Regions from separate parts of the Pan troglodytes genome. Here region 2 is linked to region 1. The links are chromatin contacts, called in public Hi-C maps. All regions are on one chromosome and are shown on one strand. Each heading gives the region's core, a stretch centred on a gene start, on an enhancer-like site or on the middle of the called end of the contact. The rest is flanking DNA. Distances are from core to core; before and after follow the strand shown. Region 1 holds the start of WDR43 (WD repeat domain 43). Region 2 overlaps PLB1 (phospholipase B1).

What was found. Hi-C and Micro-C count contacts between places; a contact is called where the count stands out from the background.
Region 2: a Hi-C map of stem cell-derived neural progenitor cells shows a contact between it and region 1, with 4 times the contacts expected there. The contact joins the enhancer-like site here to the promoter of WDR43 in region 1. A contact is called at or near these places in 1 of 7 Hi-C or Micro-C datasets (stem cell-derived neural progenitor cells) and 1 of 1 datasets of contacts at active chromatin or transcription factors (stem cell-derived excitatory neurons).

What each region holds. Positions count from the first base shown.
Region 1 is chr12:93,950,736-93,955,229 of NHGRI_mPanTro3-v2.0_pri, reverse strand. WDR43 (WD repeat domain 43) reads left to right here and starts at 1,546. Exons shown (of 18, transcript XM_515377.8): 1 at 1,546-1,900. The coding sequence starts at 1,676.
Region 2 is chr12:94,281,057-94,285,508 of NHGRI_mPanTro3-v2.0_pri, reverse strand. It overlaps PLB1 (phospholipase B1), which reads left to right. Exons shown (of 60, transcript XM_515372.8): 21 at 965-1,038; 22 at 2,506-2,549. Among named protein-coding and RNA genes, the nearest start is that of PLB1, 97 kb to the left of the region's middle. Within about 2 kb of position 2,273, at least 13 of the 24 cell types and tissues checked have an H3K27ac peak or open chromatin away from gene starts, as enhancers often do. A contact at or near this core is called in stem cell-derived neural progenitor cells, where this site is marked.

The DNA.
Region 1 (4,494 bases), core at 297-2,796:
CTCTGTGTGGGCTGAACAGTACCTAGCATTCCTTGAATTAGAATGCATTGATTTGGTGAATATTTAGGAGAAATATAAAAATCTACCCTTTATTTTTTGGATACAGGATCTCACTATGTCACCCAGGGTAGGGTGCAATGGAGCAGTCATAGCTCACTGTAGCCTCGACCTCGTGTGCTCAAGCCATCCTCCTCCCTCAGCCTCCAGACTATGGGCGTGTGCCTAAAAATGTCTATTTGATGTAGCAACATGAGATAAATCTGGAGAAACAGGAGGGAATAGCCGTTCCGATCATTACTTTTACATTATTATAACTGAATACATTGTTATGTTGTAAATGATTACAGCCTGGAATTGAACAGGGGGAAACGGAAGCAGTTGTTACAATCATTATCAATTTTAAAGTGAAGACTTCTTTTCTCTCTCTTTTTTTTTGAGACAGTCTCGCTCTGTCACCTAGACTGGAGTGCAGTGGCGTGGCGATTTCGGCTCACTGCAACCTCCACCTCCCGGGTTCAAGGATTCTCCTGCCTCAGTCTCCCGAGTAGCTGGGACTACAGGCACACACCACCACACCCGGCTAATTTTTGTATTTTTAGTAGAGACAAGGTTTCGCCATTTTGCCTAGCTTGGTCTCGAACTCTGACCTCGGGCGATCTGCCCGCCTCGTCCTCCCAAAGTGGGATTATAGGTGTAAGCCACCGCGCTCGGCTGAAGATTTCCTTCAAACCTTTCGTTCTACCTTATCATTTTCTTTAAAGTTTTAAAAAATTGTTATTTATTTATTATTTATTTTTTTAAGACGGAGTTTCGCTCTTGCTGCCCAGAGCTGGAGTGTAATGGCGCGATCTCGGCTCACAGCAACCTCCATCTCCCGAGTTCAAGCGATTCTCCTGCCTCAGCCTCTCGAGTAGCTGGGATTACAGGCGTGCGCCACACGCCTGGCTATTTTTTTTTTTTTTTTTTGAGACGAGTCTCGCTCTGTCGCCCAGGCTGGAGTGCAGGGGCGCGATCTCGGCTCACTGCAATCTCCGCCTCCCGGGTTCAACCAATTCTCTGCCTCAGCCTCCCGAGTGGCTGGGATTACATACAGGTGCCAACCACCAAGCCCGGCTAATTTTTTTGTATTTTTAGTAGAGACGAGGTTTCATCATCTTGGCCAGGCTGGTCTTGAACTCCTGACCTTGTGATCCACCCGCCTCGGCCTCCCAAAGTGCTAGGATTACAGGCGTGAGCCACCGCGCCCAGCCCACGGCTAATTTTTTTATTTTTAGTAGAGACGGGGGTTTCTACATGTTGGTCAGGCTGGTCTCGAACTCCGACCTCAGGGGATCCGCCCACTTCGGCCTCCCAAAGTGCTGTGATTACAGGCGTGAGCCACCGCGCCCGGCCCCCACCCTTTTTTTTTTTTTTTTTTTTTTTAAAGGAACAGGACTTGATCTTGATTCTACAATTACTTTCTCCCATACTCCCACTCCCGCCCAGAACAAGATAGCGACAGGCCCTAGCGGGCCACCGTCCACAGGGCGGATCCGCCAGAAGCTCTCCGCGACGCGAAGATCCACCCCCTGAGCCCCCGGCGCTCCCTCCGCCTCACTTCCTCCTCCAGGCTCCGCCCCGCGCCGGTGCGCCTGCGCACGGACGAACACGTGGCTGCAGCGGGGCCAGAGCAGCAATGGCGGCGGGCGGCGGCGGTAGCTGCGACCCCCTGGCCCCGGCTGGGGTCCCTTGCGCCTTCTCCCCGCACAGCCAGGCCTACTTCGCTTTGGCCTCTACCGACGGTCACTTACGAGTATGGGAGACGGCCAACAACCGGTTGCACCAGGAGTACGTGCCTTCCGCGCACCTCAGTGGTACCTGCACCTGTCTGGCCTGGGCGCCAGCGCGGCTGCAGGCCAAGGTAAAGCGAGCGGGACTGCGCGGGGCGGGCGCCTTCCCAGGCTCGGCTTCGGGCCTCCGGGCCGGGTGGCGCTTGGCCCGGCATCGCGCGTGGCTCTCAGCGGCCCGGGCCAGAAGGCTTGGAGGCGGCGTCGGCGCGTTCAGGGCCCAAGCCGCCAGCCCCGCGTGCGGCCTGCCGCGAGGGCAGTGAGGGAGGGCGCAGCTCGACCCGGCCGGCCTCGTATCCGAGCCCTGCCGGCTGGCCCCATGAGGCCTGGGCCCCACTGTTGACGGGCAGCCATGTTCGCCAAGTCCCCTGGTCCCCCTGGGGCGGCTTCCTTCTGCCGGGCCTTGGCTCATCAGAGTTCTGGTTTTTGACAGAGCCCCATCTTGGGACTATCTAACTTTCCTCTGTCTGTGATCTGGCTCATCAATTTTGCCCTGGGCAGTTGGTATGGACTAGTCTGTACTTGCTTCCGGACCTTCCCCCTCCTGCCCCCCCTTTGGGTGCCGGCTCACCACGTGTTCTCGTCCCGGTCCAGGTTGTGGGACTCTCAACTCTTGACTTTTGCCTTTCCCAGGCACCTCTACATTCTCAGCTTTTTGAACTCACTGCTTTTTGATTTTAACATCTGCTCGCCCCTCCCGCCCCGCTTTCAAGCCCATCACACTACTCCCCACCCACCCCAATCTGAAGTCTGCATTAGGATGTGGAGGTTAAGTGAAGTAGTAGCTTGATTTAGTGAATGTTTTATGAGTGCAGATGAAGTTACCCTTAGATGGAAAACTGCCGAGTTAGGCAGAGCTTTTCATTGTTAGGGACCCGTGTCAGGTAAATGCCTTTCACTGTTGAGTCACTCAGCTACATCTCTCTAACTCAGCATGCACGTGGTTATTGCATTTATAGAGTAGCCAAACCGAATCACTGCAAAGTGATTTGGAAACATCAGGTATCCTGAGGTGTGTGATGTGAGCTGTTTCAGTGTGGAGAACTGTAAAAGCTATTTAGGATAGATCTTACTCTCTCTGACGACCTGGGAAACCTGCTAAATTTTTGGGTTGGGTGAAGGGATACATATAAGTTGCTATACTTTGGGCATGTTTAGATATTTTTCAAATTTTAAGCTACATTTTCATAGTTTATCCTGTTGATTCATAAAATAAACCTATCAGGGCTTATAAGTCAAACATAAAACTAAAAAAAAAAAATCAGTTTTTATTGTTAAAATTACAGCGCTCTGCTTATCTTTTATTTTCAAAGTTTTCTATGGTTGTATTTTAACAGTCCTGTAAAGTGATAGTAATACTAATGCTGAGAGAAATACGGAGCAGTGGTTAGGTAGGTGCGTGGACCCAAGCTGGCTATATTGTCTATATTTGATTCTAGCCTCTGCTTCATAGTGGTAATTGCCCCTCTGGTTCCTCATTTATGAAATGAGGATAATAATACTTTCTTCATAGAGTGGTTGTGAAGATTAATATATTTAATAATGCAGAGAACACTTAGAATAGTTCTTGACAGGTAAGTGCTTTAAGTGTTAAGTATTACTAATATCTGATATTTGTGTGGTTAGTCCTGAAGTGTTGATAAGGAACTTTCTGCCTTGTTTGGGGGAAAGAAACAGAAACTCTGGGAAACTAAGCAACTTGAATAAAGTAAAAAATGGAACCAGGATTAGAACTCAGGTCCTTAAGAGCTCAGTTCTTGGTTATCTGCAACAGATAGTTAATATTAGGTTGGAAAAAATGTCACCCACTTTGCTTTTTTGTTGAGTTTCAGTTGCATTGTATGCCCAAGAGAAATTTCCTAATCTCATATTAAAAGTCATAGTTTTGGATTATGTGCAACACTATGGTAAACTAGAAAAATAACTGGATTTGGTTTCATAGCCAAGACTCAAAACTTACTTTGTCATATTGAGCAAGTTGTTTTAATTTTGAGGACCTCATTGACAAACGAGAGTTGAGCTACATTAAACAAATTTTTTTTCTAGGTTTCAGCATCGTTTTACCTGCACTGTCTCCTTTTAACCACATGACTATGGAATCCCCTGAAATTAATTGCATTTTAAAAAAACTGATTGAAAATCAGAGCTAAGAAAGGTAAATGACTTGACTCAAGCCTTAATAACCAATAAAGGAGTGTGGCCTCTAGAGTCATGGTGCCCCGAACTCCTCCTGGTCAAGTGCCCCGATTTTGTTACTCTCAATCTTGAGTCACAGAACTGAGAGAGCTGGAAGGAATGTAGAGACATCCCCTACTTTGAGGGTGTGTCCTCTCGGAGCATCAGTTTGACTTATAAACTAAGGAGAGACAGTTTTCTTGTATTAAAACAAACTTGCACGTATATTATGGTATAAAATTAAAAAGTCATATGTACTGTAACAAGATATCTTAGAAAAAAAGGGCACATGTTAAGGTGCTCTCATCTTATCAAACCCTTCCTTTTATTTTACATCTTTGAGGCTTAGTGTATGAGGCATGAAAAGGATGTTACTCTGAACCCACTTTCCAGCATTTTGTTAAGGTCCTGCTATATGATGACATATAGTACTCTCAAATTTGAAATAGAGGTATCATCACCCACCTTTTAGGATCCTCAGGATCAAATTAGG
Region 2 (4,452 bases), core at 1,024-3,523, 330 kb before region 1:
GGATCACAAATCAGGGATCCTGACCCTAAGTCCAGGGCCCTATCCCTATGCTGTGGCAGCCTCCTCCGTGGCCGCTCAGCCACTCTTTACCCCAAAGGCCTGACTGCTCATAACCTCCCAGGAAGGACTGGCAGGCTGGGCCTTAGCAGCTTCATACACTGCTTATCACAACCTCTTCCTGCCCGGCGGGGCCTGACATCACCTGCTCCCAATTCCCTGGTCTCCTTGAAGATACTCTCAGGACAAGGGGTCATCACATCTCGGCACAGCTGCTCAGGGGTTCCTAGGGAGGCAGCACTTTGGGTGTGAACCTGCCTGGCAGGTAGCAAAGGAACTGGGCACCAGAGAGCAGGGATCACACCTGGGGGGCCTCTCATGGAGGCCAGCCTTCACCCCCAACTGCCTGGGAGGCCAGTCTCAGCATGCCCTTCAAAATGCTCAGAAACAAAGTGCTTTAGGCAAGGGACACGCACCTGGAGAGTGTCCACATTGTGCTTTCTTCAGCTGATGATGGCTACGTGGGATTTCATTTTATTACTACATTTTAAACTGTGCATAGGTGAGATATATTGGTATAAAAGGATAATGATGTATTTCCTTTTATGATATACTTCACAACTTTAAAAAAATGAGAAAAACAGGACCCTGAAATGTATCCTTTTGAAAAGGTACAGTCTAATTACAAGAGCACTTTTGCTGGACAAGTTTTACTTGGTCTTGGCCTAGGCAGGGTTTCTTAGAATGAAGCAGAGCTGTGAGTAGCACCAGGCATTCCCAGTGGGCACTCTCAGTCATCTCTGAAAAGGCAGGATACATATGGAGACATGGTGCCATCTAGACCCTAGATCCCAGAGAGTGCCCAGGTGGTCCTGGCCAGCATAAGAACATAGACCTTTTGGCAGGTAGGCAGAGGTGGGCCACTGGGGAAAGCAGAGAAACTCACCCCCTCATTCTTCCCTCTCAGGCAGGCAATGGGGCCGGGTCCACACCTGGGAACGTCTTGGACGTCTTGACTCAGTACCGAGGCCTATCCTGGAGGTGAGTGAGGGTGTGGCAAGGCCCCAAAGGCCCCTTCATTGCAGAGCAAGGGAAACCCCCTGAGCGTTCTAGAAAACAACGCCTTAAGCAGAAGGGTGGGCCGTTTTGTTCTTTTCTATGACCAACTTCTAGGTTTAATTTGAAAAAGGTATTCACCAGCCTCCTCAAACCACTACATTGCCCAAAACAGTAGCTGAGCCTTGAGCCAGGAGTCTAGGAGAGAAACTACATAAATGTTTGGGCTGGAAATGCTTCTCTGGCTTCCATTTCTCCCTCTGTGATATAATCTCAGAAGGAGGCAGTGGCCTGAGTGATGCACAGATCATTGCCTTTGGAACCAGAGTTGTAGCTGAGCCCTAGCTGCCCAGTTGGATGTAACCTTGGGCAAGTTCCCTAACCTCTCTGAGCTTCTCTCCTCATCTCTGATGCAGAAATAATGCTACTACCTGAGCACTGTCTGAGGGCTAGAAAGAATTTAAGTGTCCAGCACAGTGCTTGACACCAAGTATCTGGTAGTTGGCATTGTTATTATAGGGCCTTTATTTTGCAGATGAGGAAACAAGGCTCAGAGAGGGCAAGTAACCTGACCAAGATCACAGAGCCAGAAGGTAAAAAGATCAGGAAGCAGAGCAGATGCTTCCTGGCCCCCATCAGTGCATTCCCTTATCCTGTATCACTTTGGGCAGGCTTATTTCTGCTCTGTATGTGATCAAACCTCTGCTGCAAGCCCGGGCAGGTTTGGTGTTTCCTCACCTGGAATCTGGCATCTCTATCTGACACCTGCTTTAACCTGAGTGCCGAGTCTCTGGCATCCTTCCTCACGTTGCAGCACAGTTAAACCCAAACATTTGGGGGAACCTTTTAGATGCTCCTAGACACCCTTGGCACAGAATGGGGTGGGGGGTGTGGAAAAGCAGGGAATCCAATCCACTCTGGAATGCTGCATATTTGCATGCCTAGAAACCCTTCTAACTTTGATCACCTTGGAATTTTATTATTGGCTTGGAAGATGGCTGACTCTCTAGAAGACACCTTTTAAAAACGGCTTTTCCAAGCCAAGCAGGAAGAGAAAAGAGAAAAAATAGGGCCAACTTTTTAAAAACTACGTTTACACCAATAATATTAATGCACGCTGCAGTGGCTAGTTGGAAAGGGGCTGGCAGACGAGGGACTACTTCCCCTTTGAAAGCAGGGGTGCAAGGAACCAACCTACCTCCCCTGCCCCAACATCAGCGAAAATCAGCCGCCGGTTTAAAGCTGGCGTTTTGTTTGGATGTGCTGGCCTATGGGGAGGGGAGTCGTATTCTGGTTTGCTTTTTCCGTTTTTCTACTGAAGTGATAGGGAAAGGGCAAGCTCCAGGCCCCTGGGCTGTTTCTCGGGAGACGGGCGTTTCTGTCTAGTGTCTGAAGGGTCTCGGCGTGGCTGCATTTTAACCCTTCATTTTCTTTCTTGGACCCACGTTACAGCGTCGGCGGAGATGAGAACATCGGCACCGTTACCACCCTGGCGAGTGAGTACGCGGCGGCGGCCGGGATGTTTGGTTTGGGGCGGCCCCTGCACGCTTCCCTCTCCCCCTGCAGGTGGCGCGGGCCTCGGGAGGAGCCCCGGCTGCAGGAGCCCGCTAAATTCACCAGGGGGCGCTGCCTCCCGAGGCTGCCGCCCAGCTCCGCTTCCGACAGTGACGAAAGCCTTAGAGTTGGGGGTGGAGCGGGGTTCGGGGCTTGGGGGCGGCCAGGGGCGGGGAGGTGTCGAAAAGAAATTGTCTTTGACCAAGGGAGGAAGAAAGTAAAGCGGGGAAAAAGATCACATCTTAGTGCAAGTCATTAAAAAGTGATTCAATAATCTGGCGTGAGATCAGAGAGAATAAAGAAAAGTGATTCAAGAAAAAAGAAAAAGAAACCCGGTTGTGCGGCGCCTGCCTTTCCCAGCAGATCACCCCCGCGAGAGGCATCGATCCAGGCACCTGGGGCGCAGACACAGCTGCGCACAGATATTGAATTGCGGGGTTGCTGTAGGAACCGCTGCTATTGCCGCAGGAGGAGATGAAGTTATCTTGTGCATGTTGTGCAGACACAGCCATTTTGGGACTCAACACTTTCCTTAATTTACTTTCCACCAACCTGCTCGGAATGATTTCTTTCTCTTTTTTTTTTTTTTTTTTTTTTTTTTTTTTTTGAGATGGAGTCTCGCTCTGTTGCCAGGCTGGAGTGCAGGGTGGCGCCATCTCAGCTCATTGCAACCTCCGCCTCCCTGGTTCAAGCGATTCTCCTGCCTCAGCCTCCCGAGTAGCTGGGACTACAGGCCCCCGCCACCACACCCAGCTAATTTTTGTATTTTTGATAGAGACAGGGTTTCACCATGTTGGCCAGGATGGTCTTGATTTCCTGACTTTGTGATCTGCCCGCCTTGGCCTCCCAAAGTGCTAGGATTACAGGCGGAATGATTTTTTAAAGTCTGATTATATTCCTTGAAGGGTCTGATCTTATCTTTTTAAAATTCTCGCCAGTGCATACACATCTCCCTGCTTGTTTTTAAAGTATGCGAGCGATACATGTTTAAATTGAATTCTTCCCCTGGAATCTTCTGGCTGATAATTTTGCCTGGGAGGAATTTAACTGGTCCCATTTTCATTTACTTTCCTGGTACATAGCCCTTTGTAATATATATTTAGAAGCTAACAACTTGAAGCCACCAAGATTTGGATGAGGGGGACATCATAGCTTAATCTCCACATAGGCAGAGCAGAGCTGAGCAGACTTCACGTTATCTGTTTTGGTTATTTGTAAATCCTGTCGAATTTAGGTAGACAGGGTTCTGTGCCACAAGCACTCCCTGCCTTCTTTATATCTAGGTCTACACACATGAGCTATAAATCAGTTCCTCTATTGCTAGGAGATGGTTCAGGGTGCTTTTGTGAGTGTGATGAACTTGGCTGTGGGATGGCCCAATGTATGCAATAGCTTTCTGGGCTCTTTACTTCCCATGCTCGTATTATGGACAAGATAATTGGATAATATTTGGCTTCACCTCTTTCACCAAAGTAATTTACAAAGGATTGAGACAATGTTACCCCACAGGTGGATGACTCCCCTGACACACTTAGCCCAGAAATGGATTATCCGCTATTTAGACTCTTCTTGCTAGAGATGTGAAGACTATTTGATTGTAGGGGCTAGATAATCCAGGGGGAAGTAACTATATGGAAACGTGTTAGAAAACTCGTAAGAATGTAAGGGCAGAACAGAATCCCCGTTCAACCCCCTGTTCAATTTAATCCAGCAAATATTCCAGTGCTGAGTGCTTGGAAAATAGGAGAACAGTGCTCCGATGACATCACCAAAGTGTCTTTGGCAGCATGTCTTCCTAAAGACAGACACATGACTAATATTTATAGATGTGTACAAAGCTTAGGG